Linked DNA regions of Zea mays: region 1 is linked to region 2. The links are chromatin contacts, called in public Hi-C maps. All regions are on one chromosome and are shown on one strand. The core of a region is the stretch at or near the end of the contact, and the rest is flanking DNA. Distances in the headings are between cores, read along the strand shown. Region 1 holds the start of LOC103646607 (3-oxoacyl-[acyl-carrier-protein] reductase 4-like). Region 2 has its middle 61 kb from the start of TRNAK-CUU.

Region 1 (3,924 bases), core at 861-3,360, 430 kb before region 2:
GAGTACGTTGAAGTGTACTCATCCTTGCTTTACCACAAAACACCAGGTTGCCCGCATTGTAACCACTGCTCAGGAGAAGGCGAAGCCGTGGAAGGAGACTTCCAGGAGTTCCAAGATTACGACGAATTCTAGGTGTGGGTTGGCGGCAACCCCCAGTCAGCTGCCTGTGAAGGCCTTATCTTTACTGCGTTCCGCTAGTACTTTGATTTACCTGTTAAGACAATGACTGTGTGGATGTCTATGACTCTGTGATGTAATAAGTTAATACTCTTTTATGTTAATATTCGAGCATTGTGCGATGATGTTCATTTATGTAATCGCTGTGTACGTGAGTTCTGATCCTGGCACGTACATAGTTCGCATTCGGTTTGCCTTCCAAAACCGGGTGTGACAAGCATCTAGAGGACAGCCTGCTTTTGACTGTCCTCCGTAGTCCTTTAGCATCTAGAGGACAGCTTGACTGTCCTATGTAGTCTCTTTAGCATCTAGAGGACAACAGTCGCTTTTTGACTGTCCTCTGTAGTCGCTTTAGCATCTAGAGGACAACAGTCGCTTTTGACTGTCCTCTGTAGTCTCTTTAGCATCTAGAGGACAATCCTGTTGTGTAGTGTGTGTGACAAGGTGTGGTAGTGCAGCCCCTAGGGCTATAAATATGTGTCCTCAACCCCTCTAAGGGTATGGCATTGTGTAGTGTTTGAGGAAATAAACAGAAAATTGCCCCAACTCATCGTGTCATCATCTTGATGAGAGTTAGAGTCCCTCTACTTACATCCTATGACTATGGTCCTAGGCGGCGTGCATGAGCGTCCATGTCTCCGTGAGACCATGAAATGAGAAGGGATGTGTATGGGAGTCTACTCATGGGCTGCCTAGTGGGAGTCTACTCATGACCATGAAATGAGAAGGGATGTGTACGGGAGTCTACTCATAAGCGCCCATGTCTCTTTTCATTTGCCTTTTCCTGGTTTTTCTTTTTTCTGTTTTCCTTTCCTCCAACCTCCATGAGACTCTTTGGTGTTGCTACCACCAAGCAAGTCTGCCTGTCACAATCCCTGTACATGGCTATCCAACCTCTACATGTGATGAAACAATAGCATAGGCTAGGTGTGGTAAGCAAGCCAAACGAAAGATAACATAGCCATCACGAGTGAGGAGACACTTATGCCACACTTGAGATCGCAGGTCACTGCCGTGAAGGCCAAGCATGCCAGCCAAGCACAATATTGACTGGGACAGATCTTGATTAAATGCCCAAAACATCTAAGACTAATGCTGTGGCATTAGGCTCAGCCCAACAGCAGTACCTAGACATGTGAGGCTAATATGATCCTTTTATTTGTTCGGATCCAAATGCATGGACATTCAACTAGTAGGTTCTGCTACGACCACTGCTTCTATACAGACTACTCCATACCAAATTGTGTATAGAACAGGTACTGAACATGTTCCAAGTTCCAACTAAACAATAGGTAATCTGAGTCAGACTTTTCATGTTTATTTAACAAAATGTAACACTAAGGAAATGGAAGCTACAAATTTCAAAAACAAAATGAATTGTTTAAGACTGTCTACACACAACCTGACTAACTCCATCACGAATTCATGATGCTCCAGTTACTACTTAGTAACGCAGATATAGCAAAACAGAAGTAACCCTGAACATGAGCTCGTTAATCCACATATACTAAACAAAATTTCACCTAGCGATCGTGGATCCTAGGCAGCATAAGCAACCAAGCAAGCATTCCAGCTCACAAAATATGAAAGTATGAAAAACACATCATTCGCTCGCCATGCTACGGTACACAAGCGATCAGCTCAGAGAGGGGGCCCTCACCAGAGAACCCGCGGCCGGACCGCAGCGTGGGCGAGGAGCGGGCGGCGCCTCCACCAAACGTGACGAACCCCCGGCGGGAGGCCGCGGCGGCCACAGCGCGTGGAGCAATCGGGGAGGAAACTGCTGCTGCTGCTGCGGCAGCGGCGGCCATGAGGGAGCGTCGGGACGCGAAGGAGGTGAAGAGGAGGCGGGAAACCAGAGGGAGCCGTGTGCTTTGGAGATGCAGGCGGAGTATTTTTGTAGCCGTGATGGAACACGGATCCGGAGGAGTATACTGGGGTGGCTGAGACTTTGGAAACTCAACGAGCACGATGCCAGCGGGCGGAGCGCACGAGGCGAGAAAGAGAAATTTGCTATTATGGGATGCGGCTTCGACGATTTGGAGGCGTAGGCGAGGGATTCGCTGTTATGAAAAACTAGGGGACTACCCACACTCCAAAATAAACATAACCACACCATTACAAGATAACGTATATGATTAAATCAGTGATACTCACGTCGTCTCTACATCCGTTACCCTTCTCCTTCTCCCTATTCTCGCTACCAGGCACGCACCCTAGCAGCCACCGTCTCCACCTCCCGGGCGTCGAGCTCGCCATTGAGCCGTGCGTCGGCGGCGTCGAGGATGGCTCCTCTGCCGTACCATTCCCACGCCGTGGCGAGGCACCAGGGGGCGCCGGCCGCACGCGATCTCCAGAAGGACGACGCCGAAGCTGTAGACGTCCGACTCGGCGTTGGCCCTGCCGGTGACCATGCACTCCGGGTCCATGTACCCCATCGTGTCGGCGAGGACGGTGGTGTGCGAGCCCCAGCCGTGGTCGACCAGCCTCGCCAGCCCCGGCCGAGGTCCATGAGCCTCCTCTGTGCATCAAGGTGTCGAAGCGCCATCTCCATCCGCATCCTCTGCGTCTCCCGGGCGGCCTCCATCCTCCTCTCCTCCGCTCGCAGGAAACCCTCTCCGATGGCCCTCAGACCCCCACCACATCGCTCACACCTTCCTCGTCCCCGGCATAGTCCCGCCGCCTCTTTCTGGGCGGGGATGCGGGAGGGGAAGGGGGAAACGGCGAAGAGACCGCCGCCGCCGGCGGCGACGAGGACCGGGACGTGGATCGGGACTGGGACTTGGAGAAGAAGGGCGGGGAAGGAACGTCGAGGAGGTCGATGGCGTCGAGGAGCGGGCACGGGCGGCGGCAGTTGGATCGGAGGCGTCGGCGGAGCTTCTCGACCTTGTGGCGGCACTGCCTGGCCGTCTTAGACGGGGCGGCCGCGGCGACGGCGGCCCAGTCAGCGGAGGTCAGGCGCTCCCGGCCGACGGCGAGGCGGCGTGCGGTGTAGGCCCGCGCGAGCGCGAGTGTCTCGTCGGTCGTCCAGCACGGGGGCGGCACGCGCCGGCCGGAGGCGCGGGCAGGGGAAAGGAGAGGCCATGGTGGTGGCGGGCCTGGTGCGAGAGAGGAGAGAAGGGACTAGGGAGATGTCTCCTAGGTGAAGGAGAGAAGGGACACCTCGACGGCGCTCACGGCGCTGGAGACGGCGACGGTATTAACGATACTAATCGTTTTTCTATCCGTGTAATGGTGTGGTCATGTCTATTTTGGAGTGTGGGTTGTTCCCTAGTTTTTCATAACAGCGAATCCCTCGCCTATGCCTCCAAATCGTCGAAGCCGCACCTGAGGACCTCCATAATGGCAAATTTCTCGGCGAGGAAGGGGACCGGGACGAAGGCCGGTCCAAACCCGGGGCTCTGCTATTCATCACCCGGTAGGCCGAGAAGGCCCACTGTCTGATTTGGATTGATCGTAGTTTTTTTAACGGTTTTTTAATGTATTTGTTCAGCTTTGTAAATCATACTGTTCGGTTGACCGTGCGTTGCGACGACTTACAATAATACCCACTAAATTATCCATAAAAAAATTTCAAGATTTTATATTAATTGTCTCCGCTCTCCGTATAATATTTTTTGATTTGGCTAACTAATGTTATTGTTTACCTCATGCAATATGTCTTGGTAATACCGCCAATGAATTGAGCGATTATAAGAGAGTTCATAATGACTGACTGAACGAACAGAGATTATAAAATGACATAAT
Region 2 (4,355 bases), core at 1,435-3,934:
ACAATTCAGCTAGTCGTCGTTTGGCTCGTCAAACTTTTCCCTAAATCTGAAGGTATACTTCAGTCGGACCAGACCACCCTCACTGGAGTCGGCGATGGTCTCCTTCAGCATATCCCAGCTTTCCACAAGTGGTCATACCCTGAAGGATATATGCTCTTGAATTAAATCCCTTGTGCCAATGAAGGCACACACAGTGCTGAAAGCCCTCTGACATGCTTCGACATTGCCACCAATTTCCACCTTCGGCCTTCAGAGGCCGAAGCGAGACCAGATGGGTCGCTGAATGATTTCTTTGATGTCTTCCCTTGCCTTTAAATAATTTTTAACGTAAAACCACTCTCCCATCCAAGACCTAGGCCATCTTTTCCGGAATGTCGGTACCGGGTGGCTTGCATTGGGGCGAGCAATAAATCCATAACAACCGAAGTTGTTGTGGTACTGCTCTTTGCCAATAGCCTTCGTCTCATATAAAAGCTTGTGCATACTACGAAAGCACATTGCGCTTGGCTCCAGCCCCTGACTTCTTACAGCCCAGACAAAAATCCCCATTCTAATAATAGCTTCGGGGGTGATTTGATGAAGGAAGATCTGGTATATCTTCAGCACTTCAACCACAAACTTGCTCAGCGGGAACCGAAGACCTGCCTTTAAGAAGCTTCGGTATATAACAACTTCGTTTGCCTCCGGAGCAGGGGCGGTGTTGTCTCCGCCAGCTCTCACGATAGACATGTCGCAAAAGTACCTTCCTCTCATGTTGTCAAGATGACTCTGTTTAATAGTTGATTTTCCGAAGAGAGTATGGCTTGGTCGCCAGGGTCGATCTTCAGAGTCTTCGTCTCCACTCTCCACATCATAACTATCACTATCATCAGTATCTTCAGACAAACCTTCTAGAATCTCTTTAGTAATCTTCTCTGTGTTTGTTTTTGACATAGACTCAACAAACCCGATAATAAAAGGATCCACAATTTTCTTTTCTTCAAACAACTTCGTCTCCTCAGATACCTTCGTTTCTGCAGTCATTTTCTTTTCCTTAGTCATCTTCTCTTCAGACATGGTGAAAACACGTCCTTAAACCAAAACTCGAAAAGCTTGAAAATCAGGCGAGAGCTAGTGAGCAAGAGCTAAAAAGTTTGAGAAAATAAAGCAAATGGTGGAAATGGCGTGTCAAATGTTGCCAGTGTGGGTTCATACTTATACGCCTAATGCCTTGCAACTTGGTGGACCCCATCTGTCATTGACTATTGCTATTCTAGCAAAGGGAAGATGTTTTTTCGGACCTTCGGCTTAAGGCCTTCGTTCACGTCGCAGTCTGAATTCGTTGTTATAACAAATTAATACTGCGAGGGGCTACTGTTGGGGGCCTTCGTCTTCCGAAGGTCCTCAAAAAACATGATTTAACAATGTTTTCCAAGTGTAATATATGTACAGGTACCTTCGAACTCGGAACGAAACTATACGCAATATGAAAAGCATGGTTGAGAAGAAGGATGATGCAGCTCCGAAGCTACGCGCAAGGGAGATTCGGCTCAGTGGCAGAAAAAGGAACCGACCTAAAGGGGAAAAGGCTATCTAGTCCTCGTTGGATTGTCCTTAAGTCAATAGTAAACATAAAGGGCATGAATGTAATTTTACACAGGCTACGCCCTGTGCCTATAAATAGATGAACAGTACCCCCATATCGTTCACGCTGACTTGTATTCATTCGTACGTCACGCTTGGACTTTTACCTTCTGTCAAGCCGAAGGTATAAATGTAATTCAATATTGTTTCTGTTTATCCGTGTTAATATAAAAGAGATATATTAACAATGTCATATGATTATTCATGTTGTTTCTTATATTCCATATGCCTCTTCTTTCATTTAACATATACTGCGATGATGAAGGTATGTCCTTCATGACCTTCGTCTTAAGATCATTATATCCTGAGGGAAATAATGCTTCGAAGGACAAAGGACTTTTAACCATTAACATTTGTGTTGCCTTGTTCTTAATTCATAGCATTTGAGAACAAGTCCCCAACAGCAACAATACATGCATATGAATTCTTATGCTATGTCATGGATATGTAAGTGTATAACAAGAAGATAGTAAGTTGTGTCTTGGATACAACTTTTCTTCACAGTGTTTATCAGCCATTAAGACTTCTTAGCTAGATACCCTTTTAAGATTAACTTAACTAAACTTCTTAGGCTAACAAGTGATGGTAAGTTTACTAAGTTCAATTTTTATTTACAAAACTACCTCTAACTTACTTGGTATTAAAATGGTTAATCCTTTGGACTTATTACTGATTTCCTATTCAAACAGTGTCCAAAAAAATTCAAACTTCACTCAAAGTCAATAACAAACATATTAAGTCTACCCAAGAAGTTTTATGATTTTTGGGATTATTAAACTATTTCTAAAATTCTGAAAGGCCTCACTTAAGTACCTTTAAATGCTACATAATTTATGGTTTCAAATAAAGATCTTGGAATTATTTTTATTAAATACTACCTGATTTTAGGAGTCTAGAAAAATTGATCCCATGATTTTCCCATTTTTCTACAATTTTGCACAGATTTCCTAATTGATGAGCAAAAAGAAAAGGAAAACCTTATAACAGAACTGGGTTGAAATCGGCCCAACTGACCCAAGCCTACACAGATATTGAGCGCGTTCGTGCCCGCTGGCGCAATTTACCGCGAGAACCCTAGAGATTTAATTATTCAGGAAAGAACACCGAGCCCTATTCACATTTCTTGATGACATATTACTGAAAGGTCCCGGCTTGTTTCCTTCTTTGCAACATCGAGACCCCGGGAGGACACCAGTCGAACACTTGGCCGCGGCTACCAAAACTCCCGCTGGCGACCTTCTCCAGGGGTAGCGAGCACTTGAGTTCCATCCCTGACCCTAATCGGCAATAGCTTCAAGGATAGTTGGACCCTCTTGGTCTTGGGTCCTATCTATCGGCGCCAATGGCGAACACAGAGAACTAACGAGGCCACGGCTATATGCAATGACACAGTAGAGTTCATGGTTGGGACTAGGTAAGCTCAAGGGACTAACCGAGAAGCAAGTCAACTCGTGAACATGCTCGAAACTCTCTCGAATAATGACCAAGAGGACGTGATGGATCTGAGCGGTGTTCACCGACGACGACTCGACGTTCCGGGGATCCTGCTATGTAACGGAACCAGAAACACACACAAGCTTGACCACGGTAACCTCAGAGAGCACTGGCCACGGTGAAGCGAAGGTGAGCGCGCACGGTAGGGTCAGACATGATCAATGGATGTTGTGGTGAACTTAGGCGAGGATAGACGGTCACGCTCAGGCTATACAACCGTAAGGGATAACATGTTTATGGTGCACAGATAATTTGAGTCAAGGAGGTGAGGGCACGGTGAATTTTAGTTTCTTCCTCGCGGCATTGATCACACCAGAAGGCACTGAGTGCATCACCATTGCTCTCGCTAGGTTTTAAGGGAACGACGGCACGACTGGCTACCCACGGTCACTAAGGTACGACACAAGTGCATGGACACCACGTAATATAGAGACACATTGAGGTAGGGCCGCCGATGACACCGTAGCATGGAGCACTCAAGCAAGTGTCACATGCAGGCTAGATCTTTTTACCTCCCCGGCTTAATCCTCAAGGCAGTGATCCTGCCCAAAGTTATCCTTCCATGACCATCTTTGGCTTATCTTCACTTCACTTGGACACACCTGGATTCCAAAGCGGGCAAGGATATTTTCTTCAGATATTTCAGGCCCTTCTGATATTCATCGTTTGACTGAACTTGCTCAGTTTAGCCCCTCTTTGCTCCCTATTTTTACTAAAGGCAGACCAATCTATGTTAACAAAACTTGTTCACCAAACAAGGTTCTTCAAAGTTACAATAGGGGTCTTGGACCGAAACTGCGTAAATCCCAAGTTATGGCGTCCAAAAATCAGCTACATCACACTGGTGCCATTCCAGCTCTCTAAATTCAGCCTACAGTTACTACCCAAAATCTGCATCTCCCTTCTGACAGAGGTAGTTTGAGAATCTTTTTCTCCTAGGTTTATGTGGTATCAAGCCAAGCCCCCATAAGAAAAATTGTTCACTAATACTATCTCTCCAAGTTTGCTACACAAACATGGCTCCTAATTACACAGGATAGTCTTTATAAGGCCTCAAAATCGAGCCAACAGATAGAAATTCAGAGTGAGTTACTCTGAACGATATTCAGTGATCACGAGTCTGACAGCACAACTTTGAGAAACATTTTCTCTAATTTTTGCACAGGATCAAACCCACCTAGCTTAAGAACATTTAATCACCATCTTATGGTGTTTAATCTGTCTACATAACACCCAGC

Evidence for each region. A called contact is a pair of places that touch in the nucleus more often than the background predicts.
Region 1: a Hi-C map of leaf shows a contact between it and region 2, with 5 times the contacts expected there. The contact joins the promoter of LOC103646607 here to the enhancer-like site in region 2. A contact is called at or near these places in 3 of 25 Hi-C or Micro-C datasets (leaf, tassel and an unstated tissue).

Annotation. Positions count from the first base shown.
Region 1 is chr2:78,874,138-78,878,061 of Zm-B73-REFERENCE-NAM-5.0, reverse strand. LOC103646607 (3-oxoacyl-[acyl-carrier-protein] reductase 4-like) reads right to left here and starts at 2,110. Exons shown (of 11, transcript NM_001327911.1): 1 at 1,838-2,110. The coding sequence starts at 1,988. It also overlaps the pseudogene LOC109939285.
Region 2 is chr2:78,446,935-78,451,289 of Zm-B73-REFERENCE-NAM-5.0, reverse strand. No RefSeq gene overlaps it. Among protein-coding and RNA genes, the nearest start is that of TRNAK-CUU, 61 kb to the left of the region's middle. Within about 2 kb of position 2,684, at least 10 of the 20 cell types and tissues checked have an H3K27ac peak or open chromatin away from gene starts, as enhancers often do. A contact at or near this core is called in leaf, where this site is marked.